3 separate regions of the Gossypium hirsutum genome follow, and all the other regions are linked to region 2. Evidence: chromatin contacts called from public Hi-C data. All regions are on one chromosome and are shown on one strand. Each heading gives the region's core, a stretch centred on a gene start, on an enhancer-like site or on the middle of the called end of the contact. The rest is flanking DNA. Distances are from core to core; before and after follow the strand shown.

Region 1 (4,125 bases), core at 79-2,578, 390 kb after region 2:
TACTCTTTTGCGACGAACTTATTTATACCAAAGCAATATATATATATATCAGAAACAACTATATATCCAAGAATATGCAAGATTAAAACAATGTATGAAAAATAAGACGAAACAAAAGGTACCTCCACAACCGCAAAATTTAGAATCATAGTGTTCACATGCCTGATTTGATCGATCAATTCTCTAACGTGGACAGTATATGCCTCATTCATTGGTTCCTCCCTCCCTTGCAAGAGTAAAATTTGTAATACCGGACAGTTGTTCAAATAAAATTTGGTCAAGTCACCTGAGTAAACCAGGTTTCCGACAAGTGGAGCATCAACACGTAATGACCTGAACTCCCCATCATCACTATCTTCAAGACACCTAAAACTAATCAGCCTAAGATTTGGACCACTGATGTTAACATTCTTAAGCCCCTCACACATATTAATGACCAATTCCTCAAGAGGGACGCATTTACGAAGGAACAAATCCACAGTCGCATCTGCAAGTTTGCAGTGGGTGAGAACAAGAAGCTTAAGAGAAGAAAAGACTGACGCAGCAATAGGTTGACCAGGACGAGGTGGTTTAAAGTCAACAAAGCTTAAAACAAGGTGCTCCAGTATTTTACTTCGATTGGAGAAAAGAGAATCTGGCAACTGAAAGAATCTCCTTGCTAAAGAAACTGACATGAGGCCTATCGTCAGTTGACGGACGTTCTTGGAGAGTGCAAAATTGACCCATCTTTGTACATCAGGGTTAGAACGCTCGCTAACGTGGCCAACAGTGGTGAATTTTATGATCTGAGGAGATAGGAGGAGGTCTAAGCAGCGAGTAATTGGAGAATAGTCGGCTTGGTTATCGGAGAAGGGTAAACTGTGGAAATCTACGCCTTGGGTGTGCTTCCAGAGATTACTCCACCTTTTACTTAAGATGCTGGTTCGGACAACCGAGTCCATGGGCATCTTGGATAGAATGCGGGAAAGCACTGTATTAGGTAATGCACTGAGTCGGTCTCGTCTACGACTTGTTCCGGCGTTCCAATCTGAAACCTGATCCTTGGTCATTTCCAACCATTCCAGCCTTCTGTTCACAAGACGACGAAGACTAGAATCCATGACAACTTCCATCTTTGATCAACAAAATCCAACGACTACAAACTGGAAACAAAGAAAGCAAGAAGATTGTTTAATCAAGTATAAAATGGGAATCCACTCTTTCTAAAAGAAAACAAGAACAAGAATGAAAGAAAAAATAAACATGGAAAGACACTTCGGTTTTTTCTGTTTTTGGTCGATCATTTTTTCCCCTTTAATTAACTGATTAATAGCAGTTTCAGTTGACACCAGTAAATTTTATTTCCAGTTGTATAAAATCGACTTAATATACCCATAACTTAAGGTAGGAAATTGTCATTCATTAAAGAGCGAGCACGGAGCAAAGCAATCCAATGTACTGGGCTGGATTCAGTTTCCACCCAAATGGATTTAATATAAGTGAGAAACAGGGCCCAACACAATAGGCATACTGATTGTGCGGTCAATGATTTTATCAGGGAGATAGACATGGACCACTCTAATGTAACCAAAATACATTGATATGGAACTGTTGGGGAAAATAATTAGAAAGGAATATGTGAGACAAAGCAAAACACCTGATATGTAGTAGCAAACCAGAGTTCTTAAACTGGGTTGAGATCAACAGGGACGATAAAGAGATTATTGATGAGCTAGTTACCATGGAACTAAATAGAATTAGAAGCGATTGTCAAAGGCGGAGTGGGGGTTGATGAGACTCCTTTCATGAAATGTTTTTGGTGTTGGATCAAGACCAAAACAAATGGCTATTAGAAAATCGTTATAGGATACTAAATCGGATATGAAGTTGATAAAGAAGTCAAAGGTTGATGAGGTTAAATCTGGTGTTTGATTTTTTTTATTTTTTATTTTGTAGGAACTTAGAAAACAGATCAAGAAATCACAGCAAAGTCTTGAGCTAGAAGCTACTGTAACTTGCTGAACAAACAAGGAAATCGACTTAAATTGTAACAAGAACAGATTACTCAATAAGAACCAAAACAAGAAGAGAATTCTGGTGAATGATTCATCATCTCATTTCTGAAACAAAGCATTACATATATCAAGTAATCAACTTGTCAAAAAGATGAAAATATTGCCTAAACACACCTAACTCCACTAACAAAGTCTTGAAACGTACAAAACTTTGCTTACACACTTGGTTAAGATGATTTATCAAATCTATCAGCACCAAATTGCATCAAATCCCTTACATACTTAGTTCTAGTGTAACTAAGTAGCAAAAACATCAACTAAAAAGTAACAAAACAGCAACATATTCTTCAGCTGCAACTTGCATGGCTCGAACTGCTATGGTCTGCATGAAAGCCATCTTTTAACATTCCTTCTTGGCTTCCATGCTGCAAACTCCTAATCTAGCTCTCAAATTCTCGAACCTTGGTACACCAAGAGGTTTTATGAATATATCAGCTAACTGATCTTCAAAACTGCAATGAACCAATTTGATTTCTTGAGATTATTCCACTTCTTTAACAAAATGAAACTTGATCTTAAAATATTTTGTTTTGCGATGAAATACTGGATTCTTTGCAATTGCAACAGCAGATTGATTATCACTTCTGATCTCTATTGCTTCTCTTTGATGTAAGTTCATATCTGCCATTAGCTTTCTTAACCAAATTTCTTGATTAACAGCTGATGCAGCTGCAACATATTTAGCTTCAGCTGTTAATTGAGCAACAATGGATTGTTTCTTTGAACTCCAACAAAAAACAGCTAATCCAAGGGTAAACAGATACCCTGAAGTGCTTTTCATATCATCAGTTGATCCTGCCCAATCACTATTAGTAAAACCAACAAGCTTTATTGTGTCAACCTTGGTGAACATAATTCCAAAGCTCAGAGTTCCTTTGATGTACCTGAGAACTCTCTTTGCAGCTTGAAAATGGTTCACATTGCAATAGTGCATGAACCTGGATAGGAGACTGACTACAAACATTATGTCTGGTCTTGTGGCTGTTAAGTAGAACAAACATCCCACTAAGCTCCTATAGGTAGATTTATTAACCTTATCAAAACCACCTTAGCTAGATAGCTTTCCTTCAACAACAACTGGAGTAATGGTTGCTTTGCAATTTTGCATGAAAAATCTGTTTAAAATTTTTAAGGCAAATGCCTTTTGGCTTATGAAAATCCCTTGCTGAGTCTAAAATAACTCCATCCCAAGGAAATAGGACATTTCACCCAAATTAGACATTTCAAGCATACTCATCATTTTGTCTTTGAAATCTATCAGCATAGCATCATTTGATCCCAAGTACTTCAGCAAAAACTTCTCGGTTATTTGATCCCAAGTAGTGATAGAACCTCGTGGTAGGGAGTTCAACCATTGCTTAGTCTTATTTCTCAACAAAAAGAGGAATAACCGTAGGCGAATGGCATCATCAGAAACGCCATTTATCTTGAAAGTGTCGAGAATTCTAAGAAATTAGTCAAATGAGTAGTTGGGTCTTCGTCCCGCAAACCATCAAACTTAACAAACTGTTGAATCATTTAAATAGCATTAGGTTTCAGTTCAAAATTATTTGCAGCAACAGCAGGTCTAACAATACTCGATTCAACCCCAGTTAAATTGGGCTTGGCATAATCGTACATAGTACGAGGAGTAGGATTCGGATTTACAGGATTTACAACAACCACAAGAGGTAACTGATTATTATGATTTTCTGCCATCTCCTTAGTATTAATAATAATATCCTATTGCTCTTCTATTGTACTTTGTTGACTTTGCCTTGCTTCTCTACGGTTTCTGTGAGCTGTACTTTCGATCTCACAGTCGAATGCTAGAGGTCCTGACCGGTTTCTTCTACTCATAAACTAAAGGAACATGCCAGAAGCAAATAAAAGAAAAGTTAGTAAATTAACAGTAAAACAAAAAATAAAATAAAAATAAAAATGGCTAAAGTAATAAAAATTAAGTGTTCCTAATATTTTAGTCCCCGGCAACAGTGCCAAAAATTTGATGATCGTTTTATGGTTCACTAAGCTAGACTACGATCACGACAGAGGCAAGTACACCTATCGAATGGTAGTATAGCTATGGTGA
Region 2 (3,950 bases), core at 1,274-3,773:
CTACTTTTTGTAACATTATAGCCATATGGCATCATCTAATTACTGCAAAATTTGGCACCAACCCTTTGAAAATAAAAGGAGGCAACGCATCTTTTAATAAGATTTTATGAACCAAAACACATTGGGTTATTTGTTCAAATTTCAAAATGTTAGTTTCAGCAACAAGCCCACAGAATCCATTATTTAATTGTTTTTAAGTTCCAAAAGTAAACCAATAAAGAACAGAGGACACAAGTGAAACGAACAATAGATGTATAGAACTTTGCATATGGATCTACCTACGGTTCTCCACCAAGCTCCACTCGCAGGTTGTAATATGGATATACTTTTGGTGCCTGCTTAACAGTAGGGAAAAGATATCAATCAGCATGAGAAATATCAAACAACGTATACCAGCAAGTAACATAACATTAAGACTGTAACAAACTAAACTCTTGCAAGCAACAAAAATTTACACCAAATTAATGACACGTAGGTTACTTCTCTCTAGCTACTTTTTGGGCTGCTAATGACACACAACATGAAATGTTGATGGATGTACCATTGAAGAAAGGAATTAAAAGCCATACAAAATAAAAAGGATAAGGAATCTTCTAAAATAGACATCACTAAACCCAAAGCAAGCAGAAGACTTCCACTTACCTAGCAGAAACATCATTGTTTAAATAGCACAAGTAAACAGTGGTTTCCATTGATTTACCATAAAATATCTAATGTGAACTCTCAAGAACTTCAATTATACCTTTCAAAAACAAAATAACTTTAATTATCTATGCAATTGACATGGCAGTGCTAGCATATTGTCAAAAGTAATACCCTAAAAAGGCTTCTTGCGAAGCCCAAAATATATTGTCAAAGTTGCTAACTGAGCATGAGACGGATTTCAAACTCCAGCAGGCAGAACAATGAGACAGAAGGCCAAACTAGCCAGTAGCCCCCAATGGAAGGGATTTCCTCAACAATTCAACACATCTAACAGGGGAAATGCATTTCTGAAAATATTTCTAAGTTCATCAGAGAATCAAGCAAGGGAAAACCAAAGACAAGGGCTTTCTATCATGAACCTTTGCAAAATTCATCCTCTCAACCATAATCATTGTTGAGAAAACAGGCTAGAGTCCTCTAGCATGAAATATCTTCCATCCTAAAGCAGGTAGTTCACATATCCCCCTATTCTGGGATAATGACTCACTCGAGCTTGAAGTTCAAAATTTCTCAGCTTAAAACATGAGTGACATTATGGTACCTTTTGATTCGGTCACTATCCTACATTCCTATTTTCCCAATTTCAAACATATCCAAAACACCACTAAGCTACAAATATTAATATTACATGAACACGTTAAAAAAACTATAAGGTAGCATTTGGGGTCTCGGGTTTCAAACTTTGGATTTGAATTTCGAGAATAGTGCAAATTGAGTGATAATACACATACAAATATATTACTCATGATTGTTTCTCAAATCCCTGGATTTGTTGGATGCCTAGTAGTGAATTTGAAATTCCCAAGGAATTTAACAAATTCATGCTTTTTATACTTTCCAAAAACGCATTATATTGAAATTCATCTAATTTATTCATAATATATACAATTCATTCTCACAATTTATATAGCAAATGAAATCCAAATCCAAGAGTTTCAATTTCATATTCCCAAATGCAGCATAAAGAAAATTGAATTGAACTAAGGCAAAGTCAACTAATCAAGTCAGAGATTTGAACTCACGAATGGAATCTTGGAGGCCTTATCATTCCACCAAGCCAAAAATCCCAACGATGCAAAGAAGCTCAAGCCTCCACACATCCAAGCTAATGCCTCATACTACTCCCAGAAAAATGAAACATAGGAACAAGAACAGAGAAAAAAAAGAGAGTAATTTCTTCAAATAATCCAAAATCCCACTACCATAAAACACAAATGAACATTTAAATAGAGAACTTACTTACCTTTCCGACGGTATCAGCGATTCGATCAATACAAGGTTCTGGAAATGCAGTTCCATTGTCCCAAATTAGCTCGTCATTTACAGGAAGCTGAAAGGTTCCAGCAGGAGTAAAATTGTAGGGTTTTGGGTTAGTCTTTTTAATGATTTTCACTGAATAGATCTGAAGAATTATGAAGTGATTGAGCTTACGGGCTTGTCGGGAACGATATGTTTGCCGACAGGGAGACCCATACCGGAACGGAGTCGAAAAGAAGAGGCGACGGAGCGCGATACGACGCCAGTTCCGCCCATTATACGTGACGCTACGTTGCTCAATCTTCCTGCCATTTCTTTTCTCCTCGGAACTTTCTGCAGAACCAAACTCTGGTTTCTGTATTAATATTTAGCTATGACTAATTCCAATGGGCCATTTGCCCACGATAGGGATAGATAAATGATATTCAAACGATAAACAAAACGTAATAGATTCGAAGCCGAAGCCCATCAATATGGACCTATGGAAACCTTTTTAGTGTCAAAATTGTGATATTTTAATATATTCTACTTGTTCAAATATCAGGTTTTAGGTTTGATTTTCACATTACATAAACTGTTCTGTTTCTAAATATATTCTAGTCGTCCAAATTTATTTTGATTCAAACCCAAATATATTCTAGATATTTGGAGCTGTGAGTCTATTTGTACTCATAATTTTTTAAGTACATATTACAAATTGAGGGGAAAACACGACAATAGATTTTAAACTTTAGTCTTTTGACGGTGAACAAAGGACTTAATCACTATTCGTTAACGCTTTAAAAATTTTAAATATATTTTTTTCAAAAATTTAGTTTAAGATAAATATTTAACTTGACTTTGAAATTAAGCCTCTTTCGTCCCAAGGTCCTCCAACACTTAACCTCGACCTTAGATCTTGCAAGCTTCTATTATCACCCAAAGTTTCCCTTTATCTTGAAACCACATACAAATGTATTTAAATTCCTTCAACCCTGAGGGGTTTAAAGAGTCCATAACCTCTTTAAGGTCCTCATATAAACCTTAGATCTTGCAAGCTTCTATTATCACCCAAAGTTTCCCTTTATCTTGAAACCACATACAAATGTATTTAAATTCCTTCAACCCTGAGGGGTTTAAAGAGTCCATAACCTCTTTAAGGTCCTCATATAATCCATCGGTGCCTAAGACGTCAATCCCTTAAAGTTTTTATATCTCTTCATTTTTATTAACCTCGTAGTTATAGCTCCCTAAGAGGAGTTTGAGGAGTTCATGTGGCACATCCATGATTGTCCCTTGCATTTCATAGACTCGTCATCATAAGATACCCCAAGTAGCAACGATCTTTTCCTCCAAAAAGTTTGAATTCCCCACTCAGGCTCCCTTTATGATCACCTTGGTACTTGACACACTGGTTCTTAAGACCTTCGTAATCTTTCCCCCAATTTACTCAAAGGTTTCAATCCTCAAAAACCAATAGGAGTCTAAGGAGCATACAAGCCACCTATAGAGTCCCATCGATACAAGAAAAGATGTGAGTGTAGGGGTATGATGAGCAAATGCTTATATATTTTAAGTCTTAATTCCCTCACATTTGCATTGTTCTTAATTAATTTTTAGTTAGTTTTGTATAAATAGGTCCATTTTTCCATTAGCTATTGAAAAAAATTAGTTTTAAGTTATTCTTAATGTTTTTGTGTTCTTGAGTTACAAAGCTTTTCCAAAGTCTTCTTGTAGACATTGGATTGAGTTCAAGAGAAAAAAAAGCATATTCGAAAGAGGTGGAAAAAGGAAAAAGCTGGAAAATGCAAAAAGTCTGAATCTATTTGCAAATAATTCACTTTACATAAACACAAAAAGTAAGAATATATTCTACTTTTCGTCAGTACTCGAGTTTCAAATTTGTGATATTTATTAAATTAATTAAGCTTTTGGTCTTTTCCGCTCTAGCTTGAGATCTTGCCTTAGAAAAGCCTTGTAAATGGTAGAAGCATGTTGGATTCCTTAGG
Region 3 (4,162 bases), core at 1,230-3,729, 450 kb after region 2:
TTGCGGCTTGTAAAGAAGCTATTTGGTTGAAGGGACTCTTTAGTGAACTCAATGAATACCTTCAAATCAATACAGTATTTTGTGGCAGTCAGAGTTCCATCTTCCTTACAAAAGATCAAATGTTTCATGAGAGAACAAAACACATTGATGTTCGATATCATTTTGTTCGTGATATTATTGCTCGTAGTGATATTGTTATGAGCAAAATTAGTACTCATGAAAATCCTGCAGATATGATGATTAAGTCACTTCCTATAACTAAGTTTGAGCATTGCTTAAACTTGGTTGGTGTTCATTGTTGAAGTTAAACCCTTAAGGGGTTTTATGGAAGAGGTGGAGAACTTGTTCGTTGAGAGTTCGCGATGAAGAACTTATTCATTGAAAATTCATGTCAAGGTGGAGATTGTTAGAATTAAGTGACCCGAATCCTTATTTAAATAAAATACAGTGGTAAAATAAAATAAAAGTAAAATCTCTATAGAACTACACTTCTTTTATTTTATTTTAGAATAAGGTTTTTTAAACCTTATTAAACTCCATCCATTTGATATTGATTTAAATAAGGTGTTTCAATCTTACTACACTCCTATTAGAATACGATTTTACAAGCCTATAAATTGACAGTCTATTCCTCTTGTAATTAATTCGAATTCGACATAGTGATTTTTTTCTTCTCTGCCCGTGGTTTTTTCCCGAAATAGTTTTCATGTAAAAATTTGTGTGTTGTTTATTTTATTTCTCTTTTCTTTGCGATATATTATCATTACCGGCGTTCTATTTTTTTTTACAGAAAGCTTATCAAATAAAGATACATCATTTTATATATATAAAAAAAGTCCACTAAATTATTCTTTTATTTTTATTTATACTAATAAATTATTGACACTAAAAATAATTTTTTACTTAAAATTATCTTTAAATTAATTAATTTTAAAATATAATAATTTTAATAAATAATCCAGCACGACCAAATCTAATAATGATAAAACAAATTTATTGTAATAGAGACTAGAGAGGCAGGCTTGTTGCTACACATCTTCTGCCCGATAAATTATATAGGCATAATTTACTGTTTAATTCTTAAAGTATATTTAATTTTTCACTTTGGTACTGAAACATTTGTTTTCTAATTTGGTACCTTAAGTATCAATTTTCTCTATTTTTGGTCAATTTTGTAAGGGCCTTTAAGAAAAATCTATTAACCCACTTTGGCCAATGGAAAAGTACAATGTGACTTATTTTGACAAATGAAAAAATACCACATGACAATTAAATTTTTTTAAAAATAAAAATATTAAATTTTATTGATAACAAATATAACAATATACACCACGTTTCCTTTTTTAATATTATATATATTATATTGATAAAAATTGTAAAAATTTATATTAATATATAAAAATTTTAAGAAAATATTTTTTATAAAATTCTAAAATATATAATTATAAATTTTAAAAATTAAAAATAATATATAAAAATTAATTTTTTATGAAAATTAAAAATGTATTTAAATTTCAAGTAATTGCAAAAGAAAAAAAACTTGAAATTTAAATACTTTATAGAATTTTATAAAAGAATTTTATTTTCAAACTTTTCTAAATAATTTTTACATTTTTTTACATTTTTTGTAATATATTATTAATTTCAACTAATTTCTTTTTAATTATCGTATTTTTTGTAAATTTTATTTTTATAATTTTTTATAATTTATATTTTTTTCTAGATTATATATATTTTCCTAATTGTTATATATTTATTTTTGTTTCATGTTTTTTAATGAGTATATATGTTTAATGAAAGAAACTATTTATTTTTTTACATAAAATCTCCACTTTGTGATTGGTCATTAGATTCTTTTTAACGTCTGTCAAAAAATGAATTAAAAAATATAACGAAAGCATATCTTAGATTCAAATTGAGAAGTGATTGATATTTTAAATATCAATTAGTAATAAAAAAAATTTAGATATCAAAATAGAAAATTGAGTATAATTCAAAGTCCAAATTGTAAAGTAAGCCAATTATATAATGTGAAGGATCCATTTAAAAACCTGAACTGAAGGTCCACACTGATCCACTATATGATAACAGGATTTTCCATCAATTTGTTAGTTATAGAGTTTTTTTTTTTTGTTAAAATATAGCATAAGGACCTTAACTCTTTATAAATTTTAGAATTCAGTCTTTTTATTTTTTAGATTTTAATTAATACAATTAAAATTATTTTGTCAAATTTTAGTTTATTACAAAGTCATCTTTTTAGTTATATGACTATGAAGTAAGGTTTTTTATTTTCAAATGTCACATCAATAAATTTTTTAAAAAATATTTGTATTAATAATTGAACTTAAATTTTAAAAATTTTAAAAAATAAAGAGATTAAATTTGTAAAAGTAAAGATATAAGGATTAAGTTGTAAATTTGTGTAACCAGTTCCCCACCTTCGTTGAATATGATAATCGAGTAAAAATTCAAATTCATGATATTTTTTTCAGGAAGAAAATATTAAACTTTAAAATTCCCCCAGAATAAACAGATGGAAAGGCAACATCCAATGAAAAACAAGCAAGAGACGTGTGTTAATCCCAACCAGTCCCGTTACTGCAAAAACAAGTGGATAAAATTGGAGCAAACATTTTAATATCAAAACTGCCACTATGCCCATCTGAACCAGCTTCCTCTTCTTCGTAACAACAAGAAACCAAACCACTACCTGTAAATGGCAGTGCCTTCACTCTCCTCTTTATCCATCAACCCTCTAATTAGTATTTCTTCTTCTTCTTCTTCTTCAAAAGCTTCATCCCGCCATCTTCCCTCATTCTCAAAACGTTTTGGCGTCTATTGCCAGGTTAATAATTCAGAAATCAAAGCTCGAATTAGCGGTGAGTAAATGATATCTTGATTCTGCTTGTTCGTTTCATCAATTATTATTATTATTATTATTATTATTATTATTATCATTTTTAGGTACTCAATTTTAACATAGTTTTCCTTTGAAAAAGGAAGATTGTTCCAACAATACGTATGAAGTTAGGGATGCTAAGTTTAAGATCTGGAAACCCTTGCTTTCAACAGCATTGGCAGCAGCCATAGTTGTTTTGGCTCTGATATCTCTGCTATGGCTGAACTTAATAAGTTTGAGGCAGAAACTCGTGGTGAATTTGGTATCGGATCTGCTGCACAGTTTGGTTCTGCGGATTTGAAGTGCGTTTTATTACAACATCTAAATTATATGCTCAACATCTCTGTTTTTGGTTTAGGAAGGGTTTGATTTTCTGTCTTATGTCGTGCAGAAAAGCTGTTCACGTGAACGAAAATTTCAGGTAACTTTTCAAAGTAAAGAATTTCAATTACTTCTTGGCAATCAAACTGAGGATTCACTAGTGCTCATAATCAATCCGAAATCTAAATGGTTGAAACAGAAGGGCAAACTTCACATCTGCTGATATGAGGGAATCTGATTTCAGTGGTTCAACCTTCAATGGTGCATACCTTGAGAAAGCAGTTGCATACAGAGCAAATTTCACAGGTAAATTTTCTGCCAAACGAAATTAGTTTACTTCATCCATGATAATTTGTAACACATACAAGTACACATAATGACAATTTTTTTTCCATCAAATCAAACAAAACTAAATGAAAATTATAATCTATTTGTAACTCATGAAATTATCTAGAAGCTCGAACTTGCCCAACTTTGGAGAAAAGTCTTCTCTCTTTTCCTTTTGTTTGTATCCCTGGTTGTGCTAGACCTGGAGGCGCTTCTCTTTTTACTCCTTGGGCTATTTGGTACCCTCTTTTCTGTAGTATTTGGACATTGGCTTGATAAGCTTTCAGAGTTCTGGCGAGAATTTGTGGAGAATCTTTCTGAATCACTTTGTGCTTCAAGTAAGGGATCTTCTGCATCAGACAGCTTATGACTAAATCCTTTCAGCTTAAAACTAGTTGATTCCAAGATACCCTCCTCCCTATTTGGGGAACCCCTTCCTCTATAGCCATTGGGAGAACCAGAAGTTGAATCTATTGTGTCGAGTGGAGACGTGAAGTTGGATGCTATTTCCTCTGTTAAATCCATAGCTTCATGCTCAGAAGTTTCTGATAGATCATTAAACTCCACTGAGCCTCTAACCTTTGGCATATCCCTTCCTTCTTCTGATGAAAT

The links. Hi-C and Micro-C count contacts between places; a contact is called where the count stands out from the background.
Region 1: a contact with region 2 is called in a Hi-C map of leaf, with 2.0 times the contacts expected there. The contact joins the promoter of LOC107931703 here to the promoter of LOC121204635 in region 2. A contact is called at or near these places in 4 of 34 Hi-C or Micro-C datasets (all in leaf).
Region 3: a Hi-C map of leaf shows a contact between it and region 2, with 2.7 times the contacts expected there. The contact joins the promoter of LOC107931696 here to the promoter of LOC121204635 in region 2. A contact is called at or near these places in 2 of 34 Hi-C or Micro-C datasets (leaf and petal).

Annotation. Positions count from the first base shown.
Region 1 is chrA08:115,696,121-115,700,245 of Gossypium_hirsutum_v2.1, forward strand. LOC107931703 (F-box/LRR-repeat protein 13) reads right to left here and starts at 1,329. Exons shown (of 4, transcript XM_016863639.2): 1 at 123-1,329; 2 at 1-17. The coding sequence starts at 1,112.
Region 2 is chrA08:115,300,178-115,304,127 of Gossypium_hirsutum_v2.1, forward strand. It overlaps LOC121204635 (NADH dehydrogenase [ubiquinone] 1 beta subcomplex subunit 8, mitochondrial), which reads right to left and starts at 2,524. Exons shown (of 4, transcript XM_041074864.1): 1 at 2,137-2,524; 2 at 1,949-2,035; 3 at 1,728-1,823; 4 at 65-335. The coding sequence starts at 2,274. The coding sequence ends at 279.
Region 3 is chrA08:115,750,558-115,754,719 of Gossypium_hirsutum_v2.1, forward strand. It overlaps LOC107931696 (thylakoid lumenal protein TL20.3, chloroplastic), which reads left to right and starts at 2,480. Exons shown (of 7, transcript XM_016863635.2): 1 at 2,480-2,882; 2 at 3,007-3,204; 3 at 3,294-3,323; 4 at 3,423-3,529. The coding sequence starts at 3,119.